Linked DNA regions of Ovis aries: region 2 is linked to region 1. The links are chromatin contacts, called in public Hi-C maps. All regions are on one chromosome and are shown on one strand. Each heading gives the region's core, a stretch centred on a gene start, on an enhancer-like site or on the middle of the called end of the contact. The rest is flanking DNA. Distances are from core to core; before and after follow the strand shown.

Evidence for each region. A called contact is a pair of places that touch in the nucleus more often than the background predicts.
Region 2: a contact with region 1 is called in a Hi-C map of liver, with 2.3 times the contacts expected there. The contact joins the promoter of RCAN1 here to the enhancer-like site in region 1. A contact is called at or near these places in 3 of 16 Hi-C or Micro-C datasets (liver, muscle and tail adipose tissue).

The regions. Positions count from the first base shown.
Region 1 is chr1:121,577,262-121,582,254 of ARS-UI_Ramb_v3.0, reverse strand. It overlaps a transcript of RCAN1 not described here. Among named protein-coding and RNA genes, the nearest start is that of RCAN1, 42 kb to the left of the region's middle. Within about 2 kb of position 2,189, at least 9 of the 54 cell types and tissues checked have an H3K27ac peak or open chromatin away from gene starts, as enhancers often do. A contact at or near this core is called in liver, where this site is marked.
Region 2 is chr1:121,618,500-121,623,492 of ARS-UI_Ramb_v3.0, reverse strand. RCAN1 (regulator of calcineurin 1) reads right to left here and starts at 1,873. Exons shown (of 4, transcript NM_001009274.1): 1 at 1,723-1,873. The coding sequence starts at 1,809.

The DNA.
Region 1 (4,993 bases), core at 940-3,439:
CTCTTGGATGTTTGACTTGGAATCAGGATCTGAAGCAAAGTGACAATGAAATAATACCCGGCCTGACATGAATTCTTAAAATAGTGGAGACTGATCCATTATACCCGGCGGCAAACCATGTTGACAAGATCAAGCCATCAAGGAGATGCCTGTGGCCCCACTAACTACTGATGGAAAAAGCCTGATTCTCTTAATGCCGCTGACAGTTCACCTGGCCACTCCAGGGCAGATGTTATCCCATGCTGGCTCCCTGCCCTGACAGATTAACGAAGGAACATGCTCAAAAAAAAAAAAAAAAAAATCATCAAAAGGTTTGCAAGGCCAGTGACCTTCTATAAGAAAGCAGGCCTCGGGCTTGCTGTTTTTTATCTTTATAAACCACATCACCTCCATCTACAGCAACACACAGTAAGTAAAGCTCAGATTGATTGATGAGCTGGAATCAGCTAGGAAAGGCATTATTAAGAATTGTCAAGAAAAGGGGCTTCCCTGATGGCTCAGTGGCAAAGAACTCGCCTCCAAATACAGGAGACATGAGTTCCATCCCTGGTCTGGGAAGATCCCACATGCCGCGGAGCAACTAAGCCCATGTGCCACAGACTAAGCCTGCACTCTAGAGCCTTGGAACCGAAGTGCTATAGCCTGCACACCCTAGAGCTCAAGCTCCACAGCAAGAGAAGCCACAGGGAAAGTCTGCATGCTGCAGCTAGGGAGTAGCCTCCACTCTGCGCAACTCAAGAAAGCCTGCACGGTAGCAACAAAGACCAGCCCAGCCAAAAAACAAATATATATTTTTTAGAAAAGAAGAATTACCAAGAAAGGAAATTCTCAGAAAAAAATTTTCATCTCTATTTAAGATTAAGGCAGGACGGACTGTGACACATTAGACACTAATCTTCAAATGGCTGTCGCTTGGTCACTCAGTCGTACCCAACTCTCTGCAACACCATAGACTGCACCAAGCCAGGCTTCCTATCCTTCACCATGGATAGGTGAACTTGAAGCAAACATTGAAGCAAACTTCACCTGGACTTTGCTCAAACTCATAGCCATTGATGCCATCAATTGTTCAGGGTTGCTTTCCTTTAGGATCTCCAAATAGTTAAACATCAAACTTCTAACAGTCAGAATGTTATATCCTTTTCCTATAGAAAACCTGGCTGTTGTAAGGATTTTGAAGAGCCGAGGTCTTACTCTGGTTTTCCAAGGAGCTATGAAGACTCTTGAGAGTCACTTGGACAACAAGGAGATCAAACCAGTCCATTCTAAAGGAAAACAGCCCTGAATATTCGTTGGAAGGACTGATGTTGAAGCTGAAACTGCAATACTTTGGCCACCTGATGCGAAGAACTGACTCATTTGAAAAGACCCTGATGCTGGGAAAGATTGAGGGCAGGAGGAGAAGGGGATGACAGAGGATGAGATGGTTGGATGGTATCACTGACTCTACAGACATGAGTTTGAGTGAGCTCCAGGAGTTGGTGATAGACAGGGAGGCCTGGCATGCTGCAGTCCGTGGGGTCATGAAGAGTTGGACACTGAACTGAACTGATGGCATCTTAGGACACTGGTCCAGGAGTCACTCTCGGCCTCTGGCCCCAGCTTTGGCAAAAACAAGCTATGCCACGCTGGGGAGCACATTTCACCTCCTTGGATCTGGCCCACCCGTTGCAAAATCAATGGTAAAGGAGCTCCAGGGGGATGACAGCAGGGACAGGAAAGATCATACATCACCTGGAACATAATTCAGCTTACAGAACAGGACAAACTGTGGGGAAGCGAAGCAGAGACATTAACACTCAAGTGTATTAATAGCTATGCTAATGGAGCACTGTAAAACCATTTCACCTGAATACTAAAAATAGGCTTCCGAGTAATCATCATCGTTTTTTTAAAAAAAGAACATAAGTTACTGTCAGCCTAGCTGCATGAAATTTCTATTAAGAGTCACTGGAAATTGTGAGGATGCAAAGATGGATGAATGTAGCCTTCTTATTCCAGGAACCGCTGGAAAATTCATCCAAGGTCAGGATAACAGGGTGGGGGAAAAAGAAAGAAAACTTGCCAGAAAAATTAAGTAGTGTCAGGAAGTTTAACGTGATCTGTGTTTGATTCACAGCGCAGGATTCTTTCGTAAGAACTCTTTATCTGACCCTGTTTGCTCTAGATAGGGGCGGGCAGGCTTGTGAACATAAGTTCAGACAAGTTCAAGCTAATAAGCTCCACACTGAATCCTATTATGTACGCACTTCTATAACTTTCGTAGGCAAGGGTGAAGATAAAGAACTTGTTTGTTAAGGTGCACAAAGGTCCTGCTGGTAATGCTCTAGTTAGCTTAATGCTTCAGATGCCACTCTGTCAAATATCCCCTTGTTCCACGGATTAAGTCAGTCAAAACATCCAGAACCGGGTCCCATAGAAGGTCCTGACCACCTTCTGAGAACACAGCTCCCTCCTTCCAGTTTATTATGCCAGCTCTGAATAGTAACAATTTTAAGTTACGTTTGGAGAAGGCGACGTCACCCGACTCCAGTACTCTTGCCTGGAAAATCCCATGGACGGAGGAGCCTGGTGGGCTGCAGTCCATGGGGTTGCCAAGAGTCAGACACGACTGAGCGACTTCCCTTTCTCTCTTCACTTTCATGCATTGGAGAAGGAAATGGGAACCCACTCCAGTGTTCTTGCCTGGAGAATCTCAGAGACAGGGGAGCCTGGTGGGCTGCCGTCTCTGGGGTCACACAGAGTCGGACACGACTGAAGCGACTTAGCAGCAATAGCAGCAGCAAGTTACATTCAACCCACGCTTGGCAGTTCAGAAGTCTTGCCACAGGTACCAACTCATCTGAGTTGCCTGAAATCCTCCAATGATATACAGGAGGATTTTATTATTCTTGCTTTTGCAGAAAGGAGGCTCAGTGAGCTCAGATCGGTTGCCTAAGGTCACGAAGCTCCTACTGGCAACATGTAACATGCACATTCATGCCCTCTGACTGTTATTATCCAGGATGGCTGTAACCAAAGACACATTCTTGTAAACCCTTAAGGCAGTACCAAAAAAGGCCTAGTTGAGGTATATAAACATGTCCTCAGATTTCTGTGGTGAGTCAGTAAACATGTCTTAAAGGTGACGTTGGTTGGTGAGCTCATTCATGTCAGGTTCTGAACTGAGGTAAGAGTTAAGATCATTAAAACATTTTCCTCAAATTTATTTTTGAATCCAAGATGTCAGGTTCTAGGCATTCTTGAGCACTGTAGCACAAACCCCAAATCAGCCTATACTGTTAACAGAGGTGCATGATTTGTGATCCTGACAAGCATGCTTTAGTCTGAAGGTGGTGGCTCATCAAAGGCACATGTCAGCACAGATGCAAGCTACCCACGAACGGGCTAGTGAGGAAGCTCCCACACTGGAAGGGGCTGGAAGTTTCTGTGAGGAAGGTTGGTTTTAAAACTCCTCTGTGGACATGTGTGTCTCTGATTCATGTCAATGTATGGCAAAACCCGCCACAATATTGTAAAGTAATTAGCCTCCAATTAAAATTAATTAATTAAAAACAAAACAACTCCTCTACGGAGAAATGCAAATCAAAACTACAACATGGTATCACCTCATACCAGACAGTGAGATCTCACAGCATCATCAGAAAGGCTACAGACGATAAATGCTGGAGAGGGTGTGCAGAAAAGGGAACCCTCCCTGCACTGTTGGTCGGAATGTAACTTGGTGCAGCCACTGTGACGGACAGTGAAGGTTCCTTAAAAACTGAAAATAGTGACACCATGTGATCCAGTGATCCCACTTCTGGGCATAAATCCTGAGAAAACTCTAATTCGAAAAGATGCACGGAACCGCAATGTTCGTAGCAGCACTGTTTACAATAGCCAAGACACACGAGCCACCTAAGCGTCCACTGGCAGATGTACGGATAAGGGTGCGGTGTACATGCACAAAGGCATGGTCCCTGGGCACAAAAAAGAACGAAATAATGCCATTCGGAGCACACAGGTGGACCTAAAGGTGGTCATGCTAAGTGAATTAGGTCAGAGAGACAGAAAGGCAAATACATGGTATCACTTATATATGGAATCTAAAAAAATTATGTAAATGAACTTATTTACAAAACAAGACTCAGAGACACAGAAAACAAATTTACAATTACCAAAGAGGATACATTAGGAGTTTGTGATTAAAATATACATACTACTACATAGGAAATAGATAACCAACTACTGTATAGTATAGGAAATGATACTTAACATCTCGTAATAACCTACAATGGAAAAGAATCGAAAAAGGAATATATATATATCTGAATCACTTTGCTACACACGTGAAACTAATACAACATTGTAAATCAAATATATTTCAATAAAAATTTAAAAAACCTCGTCTGTGAACTACTCGATATAAGGATTACAACCTAGACTTATGTAGGAATTTAAAAAGTCCTTACCATTTCTCCATCTTTCATACTTAGAAGAGACAGCTAATAGTGAATAAGAATAAAAACTGATGAGCAAGAACAGCTGCAGGCAGACAAGGTCCATATTGATATTCGTCTCAAGGCTGTTGATTTTCACAGGACATCCACTCACTGAAAAACATCTTTCCTTAAGGAAAGCTGTCGAATAGTTTTAAATAATGAAAACAAGCTTTTATAATGGAAACTATTTTGCAATTCTTTAATAATTGTAACACTTAGTTTAATCATTTGAAATGTACCAGAAGAAAATCTGGTTGAAGTGACAACAAGAATAAGATGTCAAAAATCGAAAATCATAAAAACTGACATCATTTCCCAAAGACATCGGAAGGATACGTCTCTTTAGGGAGCATAGGGAGAGCCTGGGGGAAGTTACGTGGAGAATAATGAATGGTGAGGTGCTGGAACAAAAGAGTGAGACCCAGCAAAGCCTCTCTCTGGGGGAAGTTACATGGAGAATAACGGATGGTGAAATGATGGAACAAAGAGTGACATCCAGCAAAGCCTCT
Region 2 (4,993 bases), core at 624-3,123, 42 kb before region 1:
GGAAGTGGAGGAGGGGATGGGCCTCCGGATGGATGGGTGGTTGGTCAGTTTCTGCTCCATCGGGCAGGGCTCCACGGGGCAGGGCCTGCCTTTCCTCCTGGCTGGCGTCTCCACCAGGAGACATGGGAAGAGCTCACAGAGTTTCTCTCTTCCAGTTCCTTGGGTTTTGTTAGTTGATGGAAAAGTCTGTGACTTTCCCAGGAGAGGTGACGCGGAGAAACAGAAGTAGAGTGAAGGCGCAGCAGATGCTCAAGCTTCGAGTTCATCTGGCCGCGCGGTGACTCGGTTGGTCTCCGCCCCTCTGTGGAGCACGGGTGAGTCCGGGGCGTGAGGGTGTCTGTGCGGATTTGGAATTTCACACGACCTCATCCGTAGGCACTGTGACCAACTGTTTGGAGTTATGATTCATAACTTAAGAGAGATGAGTTTGATGGATATTTTTAGACGGCAAGTCAGGGCTGAAGACCAGAGTGCAAGAGAACCCACACTACCTTGTTAATTTCGTATTGTTCTCCTACCGTTCTTTTATAAAATAATCTCATTTGTTATTACAGTTGTTGGGTGGCTTCTCTACTGAAATGAGTAAACAGTGATTTTACTCACATAAGGCTAATATTAGGTACATAGACTTTGTAGTAAGTTTACACATAGATTGGGCTTCCCAGGTGCCGCTAGTGATAAAGAACCCACCTGCCAGTGCAGGAGACTTAAGAGACCTGGGTTCGATCCCTGGGTCGGGAAGTTCCCCTGGAGGAGGGCATGGCAACTCACTCCAGTATTGTTGCCTGGAGAATCCCATGGACAGAGGAGCCTGGTAGGCTACATACAGTCCATGGGGTTGCAAAGAGTTGGACAAGACTGAAGTGAATTAACAAGCATGCACGTACACAAAGACCATGCTCTAATATCTAGGTAAAAAACCACGATTCTGGCTTGTAAGCAGACTACATGATTAGGGAGTTAAATTTGATTTAAGAAAAAAAGAAAGAAAACGTCCCAAGTCTCAGTATGGCTTTAGGTATAAGGATATAACATGATCACTGCCCCCTAAAGAGAAAACACAGAATTCATTGCTATACAGTCTTGTTTTAGAGATCAGTTAGATAGCTTCATAGCTACTGATGGAAATCTTGGCATTTTAATCAAATGAAGAAGTAAAGCATAGTAGTTAAAATCACTAGTTATACAGCTGCTTTCCAGGAGGTACAATGTTTAACTTATCTATCTATTTATTATTTGCTATGGGTGCACTTTCTCCACCTGGAAAAACCTAGAAAGTTGAAGACAGGTCCTTATAATTACTTCAAACATTCAAATATCTCTACAATAGTGATTTCCTAAGATAAAATCAAAGTATCCTGAACTCGAGATGTCAAAGTGAAACATTCTGTGCACTGTCAGAAAGTCCTCCCTCCAAAAGTTTACTTACAATCTACAAAGAATGAAACGAACACCATGCTGAACCCTGCTTACTAACTGGCCAAGGGACAGAGACAGTTTTAAATACTGAGCTTTAAAAAATTCCTTCAGAGCTAATTCCTCAGGCAACACCTGTTGATTCTGAAGGCTCAAAGCATTCTGGATGCATTTCAAAAACCCCAAAACCCACAACGAGAACCACACATCCCCACCAACTATCTCAGCTAATAGTACCAATTAACATCATGCTTTGAAATCGCTGTCTCAAATTTTAAAAAAATTACATTATATCAGAAGCCTTACCCTGGTTTCACTTTCGCTGAAGATCTCACTGTTTGCCACACAGGCAATCAGGGAGCTAAAACTGTAGTTAAAATTTCTAAAGTGCATCTTGCTTTCTTACAGTGAGAGCTACAGCGACTCCCGCGGTCAAGCCCCAAGTGGATGGAGTTCCTTTACCCGAAGCTGTTAGGTTCTTTCTCGAGCCGGCGCTTATAAAGCAACGAGGTCCGGCTCCCCCCGCCCCCACCCCGCCCCAACTCCGGGGGAAAAAAAGCACTGCTTCCAGGGCATCCTGTTTGGACACCAAATTCCTGAGTCAAGCCCTGCTTGACTCGCAGGCGGACAGGGACAGAGTGTAAGTTTCTACTGGAAAGAGGTGACGTCAACACCTTAGTCATTTTCCCTATGCTAATTAACTTCGCTTGGGGAGGATGGAAAAAACGGCCGAGGTTTGCTTTGCAGCTGTTTTATCTCTCCCTCTTGCAGCATAGTTTCCACTGGTAGTAATTCCATTCAGCCACTCAGTCACCAGGCTCCGCCGCTGAATGGGACGACCCTTCTTAGGATGGAAAATGTTACAGACAGAAGCAGGAAGGGCTACAGCAGTAAACAGTAATTAGCCTGCGGGGAACTTTCAAGGCTTGGAGAAACCTGGAAACTGAAGTCTTGGGGAATGGTTTGATCCCTGTAATTTCCTGAACACTTAAATCAAAGTTTCATACACTGGGATATTAGAGAAAACATTTGGAAATCTGTCTTGGTCAATGACCTCTGTTTTTCAAAGAAAAAAAGTAGAATTCATTTCGAAATGTGCCCTGTCCCCCCCACCTTTTTTTGTTTTTTCTGATGAAATTTTATTGGATGAATGTCCTAATTCCCACTTGTATTTCATAGTGAGAATGTGGGAAGTGATCCTAGGATTTTCGTTGGAAAACTTTGTAATTGGACAACTAGGAATAGGCAGCTCTTTCATCATTTTCTAACGCCTACTGAATTCGGAAAAAAGATTCGAAAACATTTTAGAGTAATCTGAACCTCTGAAGCTGAGAAAGAAAACATTAAGAGGCTGTCTGCTTGGAGACTCAGAGACTGAGTGTTTTCGGTTTTGTTTTAAATAGGAAAGGATGATGAAATAGAAAGAATGGATAGTATAATTGAAAAGCTAGTTCAGTTGGCCTTTTTGCAGGTAAGAGGTCTGGTCTAGAAGAAGCATACTGGAATAGCAGGATACCGGTTCTTTGAAAAGGCTACAACTCCTTTTTCCCCCCAAATTTTCATTTTACTATTTTTTTAAAATTTAAGTACAGTTGATTTACACTGTTGTGTAAGTTTCAGGTGTATAGCAAAGTGATTCAGTTATACGTGTATGTGTATCTATTCTTCAGATTTTTCTCATATCAGTTATTGCAGGATATTGACTATAGTTCCCTGTGCTATACAGCAGGTCCTTTTTGCTTATCTCTCTTAAATGTTATTGTTGTTTAGTCACTAAGTTGTGTCCAATTCTTTGCAACCTCATGAACTGTAGCCCACCAGGCTCTTCTGTCCATGGGATTTCCCAGGGAAGAATACTGGAGCGGGGTGCCATTTGTTTCTCCAGGGGAATCTTCCCGACCCAGGGACCAAACCCGAGTCTCGTACATTGACAGGCCAATTCTTTACTGCTGAGCCACCAGGGAACCCCTTAATCCCGTTAAAATGCTGCAGCTCTTTGAACTTCCAAGTGCTGTGTCAGTTTTGGTCCCTATGGCGGTCTGAGTGCTAGGTTCTTCCCACCCTCTCCAATTTCATTATCACCTAAACGCAGTCACGTTATTTATGAAAAACATTCTTTAGTTTAGAGGCACACATGGACACCTCTTAAGCTTCCAAAAGTTAAGTGGAACCCTGCTGTTCACATGTAAAAATTAACTTCAAAGATTCATTAAAGTCAGCCAATAATGAAAAGGATATATGCAACGGGAAAGAGCAAACTGGAGTATTTATCCCTCCATAAAAGGAAATGCAAAGTCTTCCTGGATGAGTGAGGGTTGTTTTATCTCCGTGTGTGGTTCCCTGCTGCCAGTTGTAGGGTTATGTAAGAGACCAGTTATGGTGTTTGCTTTGCCAAATTACCTGTAACTCCCAACCCAGGAGATTTAAATGCAAAAGATCTAGAAAAGTTTTGAATGCTGTAAAATCATGTACGTGTGTGTGTGTGTGTGTGTATGTGTGTCTGCTCAGTTGTGTCCAACTCTTTGCCACCCCATGGACTGTAGCCCACCAGGCTCCTCTGTCCATGCGATTTTCCAGGCAAGAAGACTGGAGTGGGTTGCCATCTCTTCCTCCAATCTTCCTAACCCAGGGATCAAATCTGTGTCTCCTATGTCTCCTGCATTAGCAGGCAGGTTCTTTATGGGATGCATCAAACACCAAGAGGACAGGGCCACGCTGGCTTGGTTCCAGGGGCTGTGCACTTGAGCTGGCTGCATTTTCAGCGCAGAGGCCGCAGGGGGCCCTGGGGGCACGTGCAGGCTTTGGTGGCAGTGTTGGTATGGGAGGCCTTGGTGGAGGGAGGCAACGGGGAAAGGGACAAGGAGGTAGAAGACACAGAGGCGCACTCTACCCACCCAGCGCGCCTGTCCCTCCTCGCCTCTCTCTCCTGGAGTCTGCCTCAGGGAACAAGAGCTAAGAGGGGATCAGAGGAGGCAGAAGAGGCTCATTTCTCCATCTCCTCCTCACTCGCCTCCCCCTCCTATTAAAAGTCATGACATGAAGCTCCAGCTCAATTGTGTGGGCAAACCTGGAACGCTTCTGTTCATCTGAGACAACAGCACTGAACTCACTCAAATTTGTAATTGTGGTTTCATGGCATGTGTGCTCAGGGGTGTCTGACTCTTTGCAATCTTTTGAACTGTAGCCCCGCCAGGCTCCTTTGTCAATGGGATTTTTCAGGCAAGAATACTGGAGTGGGTTGCCGTGCCCTCCTCCAAGGGATCTGCCCCACCCTGGGATTGAACCCACATCTCCAGTGTCTCCTGCATTGCAGGGAAAAATTCCTTACCCTCTGAGCTGTGGGGGCAGGGAGTGGGGGAAGTCCATGGTTTCATTATATGGATGGGAAAAAAAAAGTTGTCGTGAGGTATTTGAAGATGGTTCAACTGTCTTTGCTCAAAGAAATCAGTGCTAAGTGATAGATTTTTCATTAGGCCGTCCCTAAAGCCTCCCAACAGATGCCATTCTGTACCTGCCTTTGAATTGATGGTGAGCTCCATCTGAATTTCAGACAGTAAAGAAAGAATCTGCCTGCAAT